6 separate regions of the Mus musculus genome follow, and all the other regions are linked to region 1. Evidence: chromatin contacts called from public HiChIP or PLAC-seq, Micro-C and promoter capture Hi-C data. All regions are on one chromosome and are shown on one strand. The core of a region is the stretch at or near the end of the contact, and the rest is flanking DNA. Distances in the headings are between cores, read along the strand shown.

Region 1 (2,813 bases), core at 170-2,669:
AGGAATAATGAACTCTTAGGTCCACTGGGTAGACATTTTAGGACAGTTTAGAATTCTTTGGCCTAAGTCCATACATTGTTTTTGTTTTTAACGTAAATGTTAGCTTCCTTTCCTCTCTAAGTTAAAACTTAATAAAGGCAATTCTCCTACTATCTTACCTATGTAAGATCTCTCATATACATACGTACATACATACACACTCACAAACTACCACAGTAAAGCTTTATAGTAATTTTTTCATAAGCCATAAAACAAGCATAATACATACTTGAGTGTGAGAGGTGCTTCTAATTCAAGTAACTGGCACTTTTTCAAATCATACAGTAAACATGAGGTCATAATTCAAGTCCTAATAAAAAATTCCAAATAACTCATATGTATAATCTTAAGTGTCTCCTTATGTGACAGGCATGATTTTAACTAATATAAAAGAAAACCTTCTTTTAACACATACACAAGATAAACATTATGAGCCCATTTTGCCATCCACGTTTAAAGACCATTAAGGCTATACAGACCAAAATTTTTTAAAAAATGATCTAAAAAAACCATAGTGAGCTATATTTTATGGGGAATTGAGCAAAAACAAAAAAACAAACAAAAACAAAACAAAACAAAGTCTTCCACAAACAAGAGCAAAATCCAAGTTGGTCTAAGAGTACTTACCATTCAAAAGCATATGGCCCAGGGCCCTCACACACCAGAAAATCAGTAAAACTAACGGGTTCTTCAGCATCTGCCAGGGAAGTACCCTGCTACCACTAGGAATAAACCGGGGATGCAAACCATTTACTGCATCCTGAGGTGGATATTAATTCTGCAAGCCTACTACATCGCATAGCTAATTCTACTTTATCCCTACTCCAAGACTGAAATTGGAATTTGAAGTTAGCCAAGTAAGAGTCACCTAAAAGATCTTGAAATAGCATCCCTTCCCCACGTGGAAAGGGCTTCCAACAAAAACAGACCCAATCATCGCATCCATATTTCCCAATTAGCCAGTGCTTTTTCGGAAAACTCTTATCACAAAGGAAAAAAAAAAAGCATAATAATGTGCATTCAACATAAGCTAGACTGCTATTAATAGTGTGCGTTTTCTCTTCAGAAGCACAGAAAAGCACTGGGAATTGAGCACAAACTACCCTGACCAAGTTACTTCTCAAGCCAGTGAGGCGCATCTTACATCTCTCAGTAAAGTTCCTATGATCAAAATGAGAGCGAGCACAAAACCGGAGTGGAAGAACCACCAAACCAAACTCAAATAAACCTTCGAAATGTCTGGCCTGCAAGGGAGTCTTTAACAGAAGTGTAATTGAGGCATGAGAGGGTAGGTAACTTGCCCAGGGCTACAGTTTATTTGGTGGCCAAGCTGGAAGTGCATTCCAGGCCTCCTAGATCAGAATTTAGTGCCGTTTCCCCAGCTGCCAATGCCACCCCATGTAAAATCTTTTATAAAACTCTTCACTAAGGCTGTTAACATAAGGGTCCAATTATCATTCAAAGATCAGCCTGTTAGATAATAGCTCAAAAATTCCATCCATTTTTATAGCATTTACCAGAGTCATCTAATCTCTGGAGGGAGAACGCAGAGCTCGGGTAGAAACCCCTAATTCTGATTCGTCCCCAAAGGAGTTGAATACAGGCAGGCAAGCAAAACTGGTGTCCGCACCCACAAACCGTGGAGGAATCCGCAGCTCCACTGCCCCCCCCCAACACACACACACACACACACACTAAATTCCACTCCCATCCCGGCGCACTCAAGACATCCCACCTCCCGCCGCAGGCCGGATAGCAAACTCTTCTATAAGCCACCACTTTTCCGTGAGAATGAGGAAGAGAGACTCAGAGCCTCGCCTTCCCATCCCCTACCCGCGAGAAAGAGCTCCTTCGTGGACTCCGCGGGACCCTGCGCCCTGCCCTGCTCACCGCGGCGGGGGAGGGGAGAGCGCCCCACACAGGAAGTGCATCCTGCGCCCCTAGCTCGCGCCCCGCCGCCGGGTACCTGCTCTGGGCCGCCGGCAGGCGACAGGCAGCCGCATCCACATGGCCTCAGGTGTTCGCGCGGCTGCTCCGCCAGCCCCAGCCGGCCCCTCCCCGGCCCGCTCCAAGCCCGGCCCTTCACGGGTGCCTCGCCCCCAGCCCCCGGCCAAGAGGCCAGCAACGCCGGTCCCCGCGGGGCTGCCAAGAACGTGGACCCCTCAGCACCTCAGGCCGCAACGACCAGGTATCTCCGCCCGCAGCCCCAGAGCCTCCGGCCGCTCTGCCCTGACGCCGGTCCTGGCCGTTGACCCCTCGGCAGCCCACGCCGGTCCCCTCAGCCCGCTCCGCGACTCCCGAGGCTCAGCACTTGCAGGGCGGGCCGGGCCACGACCTGTGCTCCCAGCAGCCAGCCTGAGCGGCGCGGCCCGGTCCCGGCCCCTCGGGCTGCCCTTTCTCCTCAGGCCGGGCGGCGGTTACCTGCAGGAGCCCCCCGGCCCGTCCCTCGGCCTCCGCCGGCGCTGGGAGGGGAGGGGGCGGCGGCGCGGCGCGGGGTGGGGGTGGGGGTGCCTCCACCGCCTCCAGCGCGGACGCCCAGGCCGACGGCGGGGCGGGCCGGGGCCGCGGCCCCTAGAGGCTCGCTCCGGCCCGCGCGCTCGCTGGCTCACTCCCCGCTCCGGCGCGCCTCAGGGAGGGCTCCCCCGGCTGAGGCCGTGGCCGCCTCGCAGGGGCCGAAGGCGGCTCGGCTCCGGGTTTTTTCTCTCCATTCTCCCAACACACAGGAAATAACAGAGCGTCAGGTGACGGCGCGCAGCCAATGAGGCGGCTCCGGG
Region 2 (2,813 bases), core at 111-2,610, 610 kb after region 1:
CCCCAAATAAATTCCCTCTGTGGAGGAGCAGATAAGTGCTACTCAAGCCAGTCAGTGAATGAGAGGAAGCCCAGCCCTCCATGGTGGAGAAACCAGCAACAATCACCTATAAAGACCTGGCTTCCTAGGAACATGCAGAATGCGACTCGGGGGAAGATGGGCAGCTCAGAACACTTGCTTGTTGGAGTACTCCAAAGAGCTTCAACCTCTGCTGTGATCACAGCCGCAGACAGGAGTCAAGGCAGCCTTCCTAGGAACAGCAAGATGAGAACTCACCAGAGTCTCATCACCCTTCTGTGTCCAGCCTCAGAAAGCAAGGTCCCTGCTTCCCACACTTTGACATTTTTACAAATCAGGGTCAGTGACGTCACGACGACACCAGGATTCCCAGTATCTATATTCTTTTCCAACAAGCTTTCAATGAAAGGGGCGGGGGGAAGCTATCTCTAAGAAAATAAGACCTAAATGGCTGGAGAGATGGCTCAGCTGTAAGACCCAGTCCTGCTCTTGCGGAGGACATAAGTTTGGTCCTCAGCACTCAGCACACAACCTTCTGTATATAATTCCAGCTCCAAGGAGCTCCCATACGCCCTCTTCTGGCTTCCACCAGCACTTACACTCACGTGCACCCCCACCCCCACCCCCGCGCACTGAGACACAAACATATACACATAATTAAAAATTAAATAATGAAGACTATTTAAATAAAGAAAATAGTATATAATACTGCACATCCATGACCTCCACTCCTCTCCACACCACTGTAGGTAGACAGTGCCATGACCTAAAGTGGCTGTCTACTAGTATCTCCCATTCATTGACAGCACAGCAGGGCTTCTCTTTTTGTGCCGCCATATGACATCACTGTTTTATGCTCATTAAGTGTTTCCCAAACAAAGCCTGTTTTACCAAGACCAACTTGGTTTGCAAGGCTATACTTCCTGCGTCCAGTTGAGGACGCAGTCCCTGCAACACCCCCCCCCCACCCCACCCCGCCCGGGCTCCACAGAGGACCACAACTCCCAGATCCCCCTCCTAACAAAGAGGGCAACATCTCGGGTCGGTGCAGTCTTGCAGAGGAGCAAGTAGAGCAGCCTTGAGCTCCCCGTACAGGTGCGGCGCCCCCCAACCTCCCCCAACAGATGCCACCTCAAACAATACAGGCTGTGGATGCACTGAAAGCCTACCTAGAATAGCCGGTAAGAAAGATAATGATGCAATTACAGCAGTTGAAGGCACAAGGCAAGTCCCAGGATATCAACAGAGAAAACGACGTTGAGCAGCGGAGACACGGACTGGGTAGCAGAAGCTAAACCGCCCGGATCCTTCACGGGCAAGCCCGCCTGCGCGTGCGCAATCTCCACGCGCGGCCACGCCCACGGCGCACAAGACCCCGCCCGCCCGTCCTCTCTACTGCAACCAGTCCGCCTTGCTCACTCCACTTCCGGAGAGGTGTCCTAGCAACCGAGAACGCGAAAACCGCTGGCGCTACTGCTTCCTGATTATTTTTTCTGTCCATGGTTGTGACACCTTCTTTCCTGCCTCGGTATTTTTCTGCGAGTTATCTATCCACCGCTTAGAGGCTAGAAAGCGCAAGGTATCCTATCCGCGCACCCTTCAGGGCCAGAAATGAGAGTTGTAAGGGCCAGGGCCAGCGGATAAAGGTGCTTGCAGCCAAGCCTTATCAGCTCAGTTCGACTCCCGGGACCTACATATGTGATGGATGGAGAGAACAGATACCTACAAGTAGTCTTTTGATCTCCACTCGTGTGCCATGTTGAACGCACCCCCTCCCCACGCCCACACACAATAAATGTTATTAAGAAATTAGTGAAGCCGGGTAGTGGTGGCGCATGCCTTTAATCCCAGCACTTGGGAGGCAGAAGCAGGCGGATTTCTGAGTTCGAAGCCAGCCTGGTCTACAGAGTGAGTTCCGGGACAGCCAGGGCTACACAGAGAAACCCTGTCTCGAAAAACAAAAACAAAAAACAAACCAAAAAAAAAAAAACCAACAAACCAAAAAAAAAAAGAATCTGGAAATTGGCTCAGAGGTTTAAAAAAACGTGCTGTGTTATTGCATAGGACCCACGTTCAGTTCCCAGCACCCATGCCAGGCTCCCCACAACCACCTGCATGTAACTCCAACTCGGGATCAGAAACCGGAAGCCAATGGCCTCCATGGGCCCCTGCACACATGTAAAAAACATTCGTGCACACACGCATGATAAAAACATAAAAATAGGACTGGAGAGATGGCTTGGCAGTTAAGAGCACTGACTTCTCTTCCAAAGAAGGGCAATACCCAGCACCCACATAGTGGCTCACAACCTTCTGTTAACTGCGCATATGGTGCATTGAAATATGTGTAGGCTAAACATACACACACACACACACACACACACACGAATAAAATTTAAAAATGAAAATTAAGTCCAAAAAAAAAAAAAAAAAAGACAGGATACAAGATGACAGACTGAGCTAGGCATCTGGAGGCCAAGCAGGTGCGGGGCAGGGTTAGCCATTGTCTCCTACTGACACTCCACTTTGCCATCCAGAAATCAGAGATGACGATTAACTCGTGTTTCTGAAGTTGTAATGTAATGTGAACATTTCATTCGGCATGTAGTGACAACAAGGGGCCCTCCCAAAGGATTTGAAGCATTTGTCCAGACGGTATGTTTTGTTTTGTTTGTTTGTTTTTTGTTTTGTTTTGTTTGTTTGTTTGAGACAGGGTTTCTCTGTGTAGCCCTGGCTGTCCTGGAACTTACTCTGTAGACCAGGCTGGCCTCGAACTCAGAAATCCGCCTGCCTCT
Region 3 (2,813 bases), core at 220-2,719, 600 kb before region 1:
ATGAAGATATCAACCAATGGTAACACAACACACACAGAGGAAGGGAAGTGACACGTGAGAGACACAGCTGTTTGGTGGACATCAACCATCACAGCCACAATAAGCCTATACACTAACATTCAAGTGTGGAAGGTCAAGTCCAAAGAACACAATCATCTTGCTCAAGGTTTTATTGACCATGACAGGAGTGGCTAGATCAAGATGTTTGCCGCTGTATACTATTTCTATTAAATTTTCTTTTCTTTTCTTTTTTTCTTTTTTCTTTTTTTTAAAGATTTATTTATTATAGGCCGGGTGTGGTGGCGCATACCTTTAATCCCAGCACTCGGGAGGCAGAGGCAGGCGGATTTCTGAGTTCGAGGCCAGCCTGGTCTACAAAGTGAGTTCCAGGACAGCCAGGGCTATACAGAGAAACCCTGTCTCGAAAAAACCAAAAAAAAAAAAAAAATTATTATATGTAAGTACATTGTAGCTGTCTGTCTTCAGACACACCAGAAGAGGGCATCAGATCTCATTACAGATGGTTGTGAACCACCATGTGCTTACTGGGATTTGAACTCAGGACTTCTGGAAGAGCAGACAGTGCTCTTAGCCACTGAGCCATCTCTCCCATCCGTAAGTTTGAGTCTTAATTCTAGTAAGTCTTGTATGTAAAAAATTATCTGTGCTAGGTGTGGTGGCCCATGCCTTTAAACCCAGCACTTGGGAGGCAGAGGCAGGAGGATCTCTGTGAATTTGAGACCAGCCTGGTCTACATAGTGAGTTCCAGAACAGTTAGGGATACATAGAGAGACCCTATTTACAAAAACAAAAACAACAAAACAAAACAAAAATCTGAAATCAGCACATGTCTTACAATGATAATATATCTATTATTTGACAATTTTCATTTCTTCACTGACACAATAACACTCTAGAATATCTTGAGTAATAGATTGAGTGGGACACCTACAAATGCATCCAAGAATTGGACCCACTGAAGGTTGAAATTCACTGTCCACTTCCTGACCTAGCTCATCTTTTTGGATGTTCTCTCCCAAGACCATTGGTTCTGTCCTAAGCCCTCTTTGATGGAAGGAAGCTCTGGTCTTATAAGAGTGGAGAAAATGTAGACCCTCACCCTGAGTTGGTTTGGGGGTTAATCTGGACTAAGATTTTGGGTTAATGGCTACTTTTTAAACCACTAGCTCCTAGCAGGACCAAGGCTGGTTGTAGGCCTAACATGACAGAGGCTAGTCACCCATCCTTCAGACCCTCCCCGTTCTAGGGGTAAAGCCAGCTCCACGAACACGCCCCTTTTCCTCACCCAGGCTCTCCTCCTCTGACTTGTGACAGCTCCTCTTGTGACAGCTGCCCACTCAACTCCAGGGTTTCTGCGCCATAATCTCCGCCCTCTCCTCAGGGACCCGCCCACTGCCTTGCAGGCCCCGCCCCTTTCCATTTGAAGAGCTGGCGGCGGCGGAGGCGGCGGCGGGAGGAGACCTAGAGCAAGATGGCAGTGAACCAGAACCATACAGTGGACCGCCGTTGGGCCGCCATCCCTCATGGTGAAAGGTGCCTGAGGGGACTTTCAGGCTGCTGTCAAGGAGGGAGGAGATGCTCAGGGTAGATATGTGCGCTAGAAAGCCCTCTGCGAATCGAGGGCTTTCCCGCCCTTTCCTCGGAGCTCCGCCCCTGACGTTTGAACGCATGCGCCAGCGGCCAAGTCCAAGAGCCTGTGGCTAGGCGCGTGCGCGGGTGCGAGGGGCGCGGGCATCCTCAGAGGAAAGGCTTGAGCGAGGATTGTGTGAAGAGTGTGCCAGCCCTTGCATTGCTGGACAGCTTCCAGTGGCTGTGTGCGACTTTACGACTTTAAGAGGGTGACAGTCACCCTGAGGGCCCTGGGTGCGCCTCAGGCCACCAGGAACAAAGGGGTAGGCGAGTTGGAAGAAGGGCTAGGATGTGGAGTGTAGGTAACTAATCCAGAATTGTCACAAGCCTTCCTCCACCCACCCACCCCCGGAAGTGCCTTTTCTTGGTTGCTTCAACCTAGGATATTGTCACCTTTACTGAAAAGACTGGGAACAAAATTAGGGGGGACCGAGGAAGACATGGCATTTCCAGTCGCTCATGGTGCTGGGGCTTCTCTGTCAGGAGAAGCCCACCTCTAGGCAAACTTAGTGACTTTGACACATGTCCTTTAATCTACCCCTCACCCACTTTCCTTACCCTCTGTCTCCGCCTCTTCTGGATTCTGCCCTCGCTCTGCTGATTTCCTTTTATTTCTCACTTAGCTGTGAGACTCATTCAATGATGTGCTTAAATAGAACTCTTGAGGTCAGTTCGAGACCAGCCTGATCTACAAAGCGAGTTCCAGGACAGCCAGAGCTATATTGTAGAAAGACTCTGTCTCAAAGAAGAAAAGTCCCGGTTTTTTGTTCTTGTCGTTGTTCCTTTAAATTTTTAGAATCTGTGCTCTTGAATACGTACCGATCATTTTCACTGAATAGCTAAGCATAGCAAGGATTCTTTGTCTTGATAACTGCACTGTCTGCAGTGAGCCGTTTCCCTCATTTCACAGGTAGGCATATGAGAAATAATTTGCTCAAAATCATTTTCAGTGCCCATGGGAACGCCTGGACTTGGATTTGAAGTTATATGCTATGCATCAACTTCTCTTGCTGTTTTTTGTTTTGTTTTGTTTTGTTTTGGTTTTTGGTTTTTTGAGACAGGGTTTCTCTGTCTCTTCATCAAGGAACAATCAGTTCTCTACCTTTCTCAGATACAAACGACAGTAAGGAAAGAGTTTGAGAGGAGGAAAATTGATTCTATTT
Region 4 (2,813 bases), core at 227-2,726, 570 kb after region 1:
CACACACTTTTACACTAATTATTATGGTTGGAAATAACAAACCCTAGCTCCCCAAACAGCATGAACTAAAATACCATTTCTAGTCCAATGAGTCTTTAAAAATCCTGCACAGAGAGAGCAGATCTAATCAGTCAGCTACTCCTCTGTGCTCAGCTACTTTCCCAAGTAATAAATATCCATCAGCCCAATGATCAGTTTCTTTAAAGCCTCTAAACTGCACACATCACACAAGTTTTTCATGTAGTGGCCTCACGGCTAAAGTAGCATAGCTTCACCAAGGAGACTGCCAAACTCTACAGTTCAGTGTAAATGCACAGACTAGAGTGTTCCAGGAAAGTCAGGAGAACCCCCAACTACGCTAACTCTCAAATCCGGACTTCTGTGGAAAAGTGAATCTGAGCGCCCAGGGACGGAAGAGGGAGGCTAACACAGAACCCAGTTCACCTGGCTGATCCCTTCACCAGGGGCTCCAAGCTGACAATCCCAGAGGTGCAAGACCAGAACTTAAGCAAAGTGGAAAACCTGCAGGGGGTAGGAAGGTGTGAGCTCACGTCCACAACTCGGGATTAAATAGATTTACATCAGGACAGTGCAGAAGTGTTTTTGCTAAACCGCTAATGAGTAGCCCTGGAGACTGTCAGCAACCTACTCCCCCTTCATCACTAAACCTAAGGACAGCTGCGGTCAAGGGAAGCCGACAAGGGCCAGGGATGGTGCACACAGCCCGGACCAAAACTATCTTCCCTCAAGGGGCCAACAAGAACGCAGCACCCCTGGGGCGTGTCTACTTCCAGGTCTAACCTCTAAGGCCTTGAGATCCCTAGCCAGCTCCTCTGGATCCACTCCTGGAAAAAAAGAAAAGTGGACCTTCTCAGAGGGGGTCCGCAAGCCTGGGGTCTTTGGGAAGAGAAGAGAACGCGGCTCTAGAGCCCCCACGGGAGGTAGGAGGGAATTGACGATTCGGATCCACTGAGTCTCGAAAACTATGAAAGTCAAAAAGGACAGCATGCAGCCTTTCCTGTCTCGCCTCACACCCCTAGTTCGTGTTCACCGGTCAGGCTTGGCTCTCACCACGGCGGTCACAGAGTGTGGGGAGGACGGAAATGGAAGGCAAGAGTCTGCAAAGCGCCCCATGAGTGCGTCCGCGTGGGACTCGTCCGCTCCGGCCGCCCTTCGGGCCTCCCGGGCTCCGCCCGCCGGCGCGTGGCCCCCCGCGCGCGGACTAGAAGTTTCGAGCGGCGCGGCCCCGCGCGCTCGGCCCCAGCGCGGCCTGACAGGGGTAGGCGCGGCCACCGACCCGTGTCCCAACCGTCGCGGCGCACCCCTCACCTCGGCCGCCGTTCGCCTCGGGTCCCACTGAGCACGCCGCCCCGGCCGGGCTGCGACTCCGACCCCTTCCCGTTCCGCTCCAACCGAGCTCCCCGGCCCTGCCCAGACCCGCCGCAGCCGCTTCTGCCGCCAGCCGCGACCGCGCCGCCCCCGCCGCGCCCGCTGTGCTCGCCCTATTGGTTGCCTGCATCCAGACCCCGCCCTTCGGCCCAGCGGCGCTCCAGATTGGATAGTCTAAAGCGGAGGCGGCACGCCCCCCCAGAAGCTAAAGGAACTACCTTGGGCTAGCATTAGCGGCCTTTCCTGTCAGTCAAACGAGGAGCTACTACTTAAGCCGCTGAGAGGCCAACACGGGTCACTCCCTGGGAGACGCCCAAAGGACCGGGACTAAAGGACTTTTTTTTAAAGTGGGCCAGAGTTTTGTGGTTTCCCTAGCACCCAGAACAACTGCGGTCCCTGATCTATAATTCAGATAAGGTGGACTTTGAGAAAGTTTCCTCGGATCTGGAGAAATTGCTACTTTTCTAGAGGACCCGGATTCCATTCCAAGTACCTAGTACGTAGAGGCTTACCCTGATCTGAAATTCCAGTTGGAGGGTTATCTGTCTGACGCCCTCTTCTGGCCTTTGTTGGTACCAGGCACGCACGAGGTACAGACATGCTAACACTCATACACACAATTTTTTTTTTTTTTTAAAGAAAGTTTCCTCCAAGCCAGGGATGGTGGCGCACGCGTTTAATCCCAGCACTCAGGAGGCAGAGGCAGGTGGATCTCTGCGTTCATGGCCACTGTGGTCTACATAGTGTGTTACAGGCTAACCAAAAACACAAAAAAGAAGAGGAAGTGGGGTGGAGAGACTTCCCTCCAGAGGATGCCGATATGGCCATCAGAGCACCAGACAATATACAGACTTTCTGCTTCTCACATAGCGCTGCCAGATAGGAGGTTGGCCCTATGAGCAAAGAGAAATAATGAGCCAAAACGGCTAATACCTCGCTGAGCACTACCTCACACAGTCCCGGCCAGGAGGACAGTAAGCGATGCGTGGGTGAGGGTCTGAGAAACTGACAGCAGGTAACTTTCTGGGAACTGTATGGAGTAAAGAGTAAATGGTGGCAGACAGTGGCTAGTGTCTGTAATCCCAGTACTCAAGAGGCGGATACAGGAGAATGGCTGAGAGCTCCAGGCAGCCTACGCAACCGAGTAATTGGAAGAAAGAAAGAAAAAAAGGTAAGGTCAGCCTGGAATATATAGTAAGACCCTGCCTCAACCTCCCTGCAAACAAAACAAAACAGAAAAGGCAGATGTAGTAGGTAGCACTTGGAAGGTAGAACAGGAGGGTCAGGAGTTCAAGGTCATCCCCAGCTACACAGGAAGTCCAGTTTTCAGGCTGGACATAGTGGTACCTGCCTGTAATCTCAGCATTTAGGAGGTAGAGGCAGAAAGATCAGGAATTCACAGTCATCCTCAACTGCATAGAGAG
Region 5 (2,813 bases), core at 171-2,670, 560 kb before region 1:
CCTCCACACAGTCGATGTTACAGCGGAAGCGTTCCCAGGCCAGCCAGCCCATGGGTGGAGTCCGCAGTAGCCCATTCTCCAGCATCAGTACCTGAGCCACCAGGGCCAGTAAGAGCACTGAGGGGGAGGTGGATGGTGACTTGTAAATGGTTCCTACAGCACCCCACCCCCCAACCCCAGTCATCACCTCAACCCCTCCAGCCCTTCAGCCCTCCCCAGGTACAGGCCAGTAGGGTTAGAGTTGCCTCAGCCTGTGAGTGCAGTCTGGGGGGGGGGGTACATGGGGCAAAGTAATGTATTCAAAAAGCTGTTGCTACAGACTGGGAATCAATGGAACGGACCCCTGAAGTCATGTCCTTGATATACATGAGACCAGATGCCCTCTTCCCTCCCTCCCTACACAGAAATGACAGTTCATTGTGGACTCTGGGTTTCTGAGGCCTTGGAGTTTTTGCTCTCCACCTCAGAAAGCCTCAGAAGGGCCTAAAGGGGTTGGTCAGGGTGGACTTGTACCCAGCTGCTCACCTACACAAGCCCCTTCCTCTTGGCTTTCAGCTTCCTTATATATAAATTACCACACCCACATGACAGGGCTGCTACAGCCCGCCAGGATCGGGTAAGATAGGACCTATACACTGGAGCAGGGCTGAAAAAGGAAGTGGCCTCTTTGGAGGGGAAACGATTCTGAGGTGTGGGGCATCTCCTTGATTTTCCTGGCCCAGCTCCAAGGAGAGGCACACTTCTCCCCACATACCCCCATCAAGAAAGAGGAGGGCTGGGGCTTCCTCGCCACAGTCCTCCCCTGCAAAGCCACCTGAGTAGGTGAGGGTACCTGTCTTCTGCAACATTGCCTTGGAGTCAAATCTCAGGACCCACTCGAATCTGCTCTTAGCAGCTTTATATGCTGAACTGTGGAAGATAACAGATGTTATGTATCCCACCGGGCATAGTGGGACCCACCTTTAATCTCAGCACTCAGGAGGTAGAAGCAGGAGGATCTCTGAGTTCTGGGCCAGCCTGGTCCACATAGCCAGTTTCAGGCCAGCCAGGGCTACTAGGTAGAGAGACCCTATCTCCGAAAATAAAAGTTACGGATTCCACATTTGGTCCCAAGTCGCTTTCACTACCCTCACACACTCCTTCCCTACCCTTTACTTCCCGGAATCTAAGCTCTTCTTTTAGAACTACAAATAGTCTAGGACACTTTGCCCAAGAGCGGTTGTGACTGGTTCTAGGAATACCAGGAAGAAGGAAGGCTATAGGCCATGTCCGGTTCCAGGTCCCCGTGTGGGTTCAGATTCTCGGTTCTTAAACATCGCAGGCCCAGGGTCCCCCTTGATTCTTACCCTCGCGCTCGCTCAGTCCGCGGTAAGCCGTGAAAGCCCCCGTGGCGGCCGCTTGTACCTATAGCGACCCGGGAGGCGGAATGTCACGGGACAACCCTTCTTGAGCAACCAATCAGAATCCCCTAGCAACGCCGTGCCCTCCCTCTATGCCCCAGCTCCCAGCCTCCAAAAGCTCCGCCCATCTAAGCTCGCGTTCTGCGCGTTCCCGAGGCGCGCTCCCGTGGGAAGTCGGCTTGGGCGCCCTGTGCGCGCGCCGCTGTGCCTCGGGTCTGGTTGGAGTCCTCCGTCCTCCGCCCCAGAGGGCGGGGGTGGTGGCCCGCACTGCCCGTGCTCAGTAAGTAGCTGTGCAGTGAATTCCTACAGAGGGCGATACCTTGCTCTTTTTTTGTTTGTTTGTTTGTTTGTTTGTTTGTTTTATTTTGTTTTGTTTCTTCGAGACAGGGTTTCTCTGTGTCCTGGAACTCATTCTCTAGACGAGGTTGGCCTCGAACTCAGAAATCCACCTGAAACCTTGCTCTTAACCACTCGAAAACGGTAGTGAAAGAGGCTGGGTGGGGTTTCAGCTCTCGAAAGGTCAGGAGGCTGCCCCCTCCACCTGACACCCAAGGGGTTGTTCGCCCACCCACTCCCCAAATGTATTTATTCATTACTTATTCATATGTTAAACACAGGCTAGGTGCCAACCACTATTTCTGGATGCCTTTACACCGATGATGATCATAGCTGTCCCCTCTCCGAATCTGTGCCATTTTCCTCCTATCAGGTAATGGCAAACCGACTTCTCTGCCAATCTTTTCTCTCAGCCTTTACATGCAATTGTCCAAAAATTGATTCCTGCCTTTAAATTCCACCTCTCATCCCACCCAGTAACGCTGGCCTCATTACATATTGCCTGGATGATTCGGAGACAGCCCTCAAGGGCCTCCTTTGTCCACCTTACTTCTCCAAGGCAGCCAAGGCAAACCTGAAAACTCAGCTCTGTGGGCTGGTAAGATGGCTCAGTGGTTAAGAGCACTTAGTGCTCTGGCAGAGCACGAGGGTCCGTCTCCAGACTCACATGCCAGGGGATCTGATGCCCTCTTCTGAACTCTGAGGCCACCAGGCATTCACATGGTGCACATACAGGCAGATAATCGGGCACACACTTAACCTAAAAAAACGAACCCAACCCAGCCCTGGTCTTGTCTCTCTGAAGTCTGTGTGATGGCTACTCTCTTAGTTTGGGGAAATGGTGTTTCTAAACCCCACCCTCTACCTTTTGACCCTATTCCCTGCCGTCATCTTCCTCATTGCCCTCCTTGTGGCCCCTCAAACACAGCCTTTGAACCAGCTGTGCCTTCTGCTTAGAATGCACTTCTAGATATGGGCATAGCCGACACCCTCATTTCCCTTAATTATATGTCCAAGTGAGGTCTACTCTGCCCATTCTTCTATTTAAAAACGGCAAGCTCTCCCCTCCCTCCTCAG
Region 6 (2,813 bases), core at 87-2,586, 520 kb before region 1:
CGGTAGTTTACTTGTAAGCAGCAGGATTGCATCAAGTTCAAGGCCAGCCTGAGCTACGGTATGGAATCTGGTTTAAACCCACGAAACCAACAGCTGGGAAGGAAAGCAAATCTCTAGAATAGTCTGTTAGTTAACATAGGCAAGAACTGTAGGACACTTGGTGCGAGGAATGCTTGGCTGTTTACAGAGAGAATACTCCAGTGTCTGCTGCTGCCCTGACACCCACAAGAACTGGGTGGGCTGCTGGGTAGGGACAGCCATGATAGAGTACAAGGTATTAACTGTACATTCTAGTTGGTGATAGAAAAAAAAAGGGAATTTCTACACTGAACATACAAGGAATTTCACTCCCTTTTTTTCTATCCTTCCTTCCTTCCTTCCTTCCTTCCTTCCTTCCTTCCTTCCTTCCTGTTTTGAGACAGAGTCTCACTATGTAGCTTTGGCTGTTTTGGAACTCACTATGTAGACATGTAGACCAGACTGTCATAGAAACTCACAGAGATCCTCCTGCTCCTGCTTCCCATGTGCTGGGATTTTGTGCCCAGCTCAGTGTAGATTTTTTTTCCTAATTAAATGGGGGTGGATCCTCTAAGCCAATCACTGACAACAACATCCCAGTTCCAGGGGGTGCAGCAGAGTTTGTGAGGTCCAGGGTCCACTCACCGTCCCCACCCTCTTTTCCCCACCTTCGCTGAGCCCCAAAGGGCAAAAAGAGAGGTCTTCGGAGAGAGGTCTGGTTTGCTTAGGTACCGCCTGTCCCTGATAAGGCTAGAATGCACGCCAAAGGGCAGGTTATGCAAAGGTCCAGGGTCAGGCTCCACTCTGCTTACTATAGGACAGAGATTCTCAGCCCTGCGGCCTGGCTACAGGCGGGTTCCCAGGCTCTGTGTCTTAGGGGATGAGCCCTTCAAAACCTGCCCTCTATCAGACTCTAGGAGGTTCTAGCATCTTAGCCTCAGCTTGGGACAATGGAAAACAGTTTACTCGGAGGCCCTTGGAGGTTCCCCTCTGCCCACTCCAGCCCCGCCCAGGGGGAGGGACTGCTACGCTCCAGTGCCAAGGTAGCCCCAGCGCAGGGGTTGGGGTGGGGGCCCGCCTCGCACCCCTTGTACAGCGAATGGGCAGACCCGCAACCCTGCAACCCTTGCCTTTACCGGTGCGTTCTGAAACTCAGCCGAGGAGAGGCAAGAGGTGTCTGGAGCCTCGCAGGAACAGGAGGAGTAGGAGCTCGAGGAAAAAGGGCAACTCAGGAGGATTCACTCTGAGGTGGAGGGGGAGTTGTGAGGAGCAGCAACTCTGAAGAGGAGGGCACGTTCTGACGGGGAGGAGGAAGAGGAGGAGGCGGGAGAGGAATGGGGTTGGGGGGGGGGGGAGAAGAGGAGGCGGGGGAGGAGGGGAAGGAGGCGGAGCAACTCTGAGGAGGATGATACATTCTGGGGAGGAGGCTTCCACTCTGAGCATGAGGGGGACACTCTGAGGAGGCGGATCCACTCCCGGGAGGTGAGACCGATTTGAGGAGGAGGAGGAGGAGGAGGAGGAGGAGGAGGAGGAGGAGGAGGAGGAGGAGGAGGAGGAGGAGGAGGAGGGGGGGCCTTCCTGGGAGGAGGCACTGCAACGAGGAGGCGGGGCTCTGAGTAGGAGGCTTCAGCCCTGACAGGTCCAAGGTCAAAACCTTGCTATCTCCCCCAGCACCCAGAGAGCCCCCTGGGACTTAGCTTGTGCTCCCAGAGGGATTAGGGACCACAGTGAGCGACAGATGGTTCTTGTGGACACTGAAGACAGAGGGAACTGCAGTGAGAATGTAAAAAGCAGTCATTCATTCACCCTTTACACACACGGGGATCATGCTGAGATTAAGAGTTAATTTTTCATCAGTGACCACAGAGACCGGAAGACCACACACAGGATAACACACGCACATCCTGAAGAACATCATCCACATGTTCTTTGTTAAGAATAAAGAAATGTCCTTCGGGAATTAAGTAGTAAGCAGGTCATTTCCAGATAAATGTAGAAGGTCATTGGTGTCAGTGGACTTAGCATACAGGGCGCAGTAGAGGGAGTTCTCCATGCTGAAACGAAGTGATGCTAGCCAGTTAACTCACAGCCATAGAAGAAATGAGCACAGGGCGCAGTAACAACGCGGTAAAAGTGCTAGCGTGCTTCGGGTTGTAAGGCCTTTCTTTTTGTCTGTATGCCTGAAAACCGATGCATAGAACACCAGTTACAAGTCTGTCTTCATGAGTACAAAACATATAAACATGCTATCTGTGGCAAAGATAGTATAGCGGGGAAGGGTGAGAGACTAGACGAGATGTCCTGTGTCTGTATACTACAGAAGGTAACTTGTTATTCAAATAAGGTTTTTGTAAGTTTAAGGTGTTGTTTTATGCCTGGCAGCTCACTGGTCAGCTATCCTGGGATATGTAATGTGGCAGTAACAGCAAGGGAGACCCTGCCTTAACAAGGAGGGAGATGAGAACGGAATCCCAGATGTTGTCCTTTGACCTCTCTAGATGGCATCTCCCCCAACTCCATGTACACACCCTAACAATAAGTTTTAAAAGATGCTGATTTAATCCCCAAAGTAAATAATGGGAATCAAATAAAATAAAAAAAAATAAAACAAATAAAAAAAAATAATAAAACAGAGATGAAAGGAGGGTCAAAGAGGAACACTAAGATACCACTTACACAAGAAGGGCAAGGGGAGGGGAGGGGAAGAGGAAAGGAATGCAGAAATAAAAAGGAAACAGAAGAGGCGATGTATAGCTGTGACATGAACACTTGGATCAACAGTGACTTGGGGGGGG

The links. Promoter capture Hi-C pulls out the DNA fragments that hold promoters and counts their contacts. A called contact is a pair of places that touch in the nucleus more often than the background predicts. HiChIP or PLAC-seq counts read pairs in DNA pulled down with a chosen protein or histone mark. Capture Hi-C pulls out chosen DNA fragments and counts their contacts.
Region 2: a promoter capture Hi-C map of liver shows a contact between it and region 1, with 2.6 times the contacts expected there. The contact joins the promoter of Ttll1 here to the promoter of Tbrg3 in region 1. A contact is called at or near these places in 12 of 39 promoter capture datasets (the 3T3-L1 cell line, 3T3-L1-derived adipocytes, the C10 cell line and 8 more), 3 of 484 Hi-C or Micro-C datasets (embryonic fibroblasts, embryonic stem cells and pre-B cells), 3 of 115 datasets of contacts at active chromatin or transcription factors (bone marrow-derived macrophages, embryonic stem cells and pancreatic cancer cells) and 2 of 9 other capture datasets (adipose tissue and liver).
Region 3: a Micro-C map of embryonic stem cells shows a contact between it and region 1, with 2.9 times the contacts expected there. The contact joins the promoter of Wbp2nl here to the promoter of Tbrg3 in region 1. A contact is called at or near these places in 1 of 39 promoter capture datasets (hippocampal neurons), 1 of 484 Hi-C or Micro-C datasets (embryonic stem cells), 2 of 115 datasets of contacts at active chromatin or transcription factors (embryonic stem cells and stem cell-derived neural progenitor cells) and 1 of 9 other capture datasets (embryonic stem cells).
Region 4: a promoter capture Hi-C map of pre-B cells shows a contact between it and region 1, with 3 times the contacts expected there. The contact joins the promoter of Pacsin2 here to the promoter of Tbrg3 in region 1. A contact is called at or near these places in 5 of 39 promoter capture datasets (the 3T3-L1 cell line, the C10 cell line, hippocampal neurons and 2 more), 1 of 15 datasets of contacts at CTCF or cohesin (the NIH/3T3 cell line), 1 of 115 datasets of contacts at active chromatin or transcription factors (pancreatic cancer cells) and 1 of 9 other capture datasets (adipose tissue).
Region 5: a contact with region 1 is called in an H3K27ac HiChIP or PLAC-seq map of embryonic stem cells, with 11 read pairs. The contact joins the promoter of Naga here to the promoter of Tbrg3 in region 1. A contact is called at or near these places in 7 of 39 promoter capture datasets (the 3T3-L1 cell line, the C10 cell line, the HPC-7 cell line and 3 more), 6 of 484 Hi-C or Micro-C datasets (LSK cells, embryonic stem cells and muscle stem cells), 13 of 115 datasets of contacts at active chromatin or transcription factors (astrocytes, differentiating embryonic stem cells, double positive thymocytes and 9 more) and 1 of 9 other capture datasets (embryonic stem cells).
Region 6: a contact with region 1 is called in an H3K27ac HiChIP or PLAC-seq map of embryonic stem cells, with 2.5 times the contacts expected there. The contact joins the promoter of Cyp2d22 here to the promoter of Tbrg3 in region 1. A contact is called at or near these places in 2 of 39 promoter capture datasets (the C10 cell line and trophoblast stem cells) and 2 of 115 datasets of contacts at active chromatin or transcription factors (embryonic stem cells and trophoblast stem cells).

The regions. Positions count from the first base shown.
Region 1 is chr15:82,897,042-82,899,854 of GRCm38.p6, forward strand. Tbrg3 (transforming growth factor beta regulated gene 3) reads right to left here and starts at 1,420. Exons shown (of 1, transcript NR_027799.1): 1 at 1-1,420. The region is part of intron 1 of Tcf20 (transcription factor 20); the gene reads right to left. Gm20324 (predicted gene, 20324) reads left to right here and starts at 2,039. Exons shown (of 4, transcript NR_045068.1): 1 at 2,039-2,227.
Region 2 is chr15:83,509,547-83,512,359 of GRCm38.p6, forward strand. Ttll1 (tubulin tyrosine ligase-like 1) reads right to left here and starts at 1,361. Exons shown (of 12, transcript NM_178869.4): 1 at 1,188-1,361.
Region 3 is chr15:82,297,515-82,300,327 of GRCm38.p6, forward strand. Wbp2nl (WBP2 N-terminal like) reads left to right here and starts at 1,470. Exons shown (of 6, transcript NM_029066.1): 1 at 1,470-1,554. The coding sequence starts at 1,493.
Region 4 is chr15:83,463,130-83,465,942 of GRCm38.p6, forward strand. It overlaps Pacsin2 (protein kinase C and casein kinase substrate in neurons 2), which reads right to left and starts at 1,477. Exons shown (of 11, transcript NM_001159509.1): 1 at 1,330-1,477.
Region 5 is chr15:82,337,406-82,340,218 of GRCm38.p6, forward strand. Naga (N-acetyl galactosaminidase, alpha) reads right to left here and starts at 1,421. Exons shown (of 10, transcript NM_008669.4): 1 at 1,347-1,421; 2 at 833-909; 3 at 1-117. The coding sequence starts at 848. It also overlaps a transcript of Pheta2 not described here.
Region 6 is chr15:82,378,924-82,381,736 of GRCm38.p6, forward strand. Cyp2d22 (cytochrome P450, family 2, subfamily d, polypeptide 22) reads right to left here and starts at 1,337. Exons shown (of 10, transcript NM_019823.4): 1 at 1,155-1,337.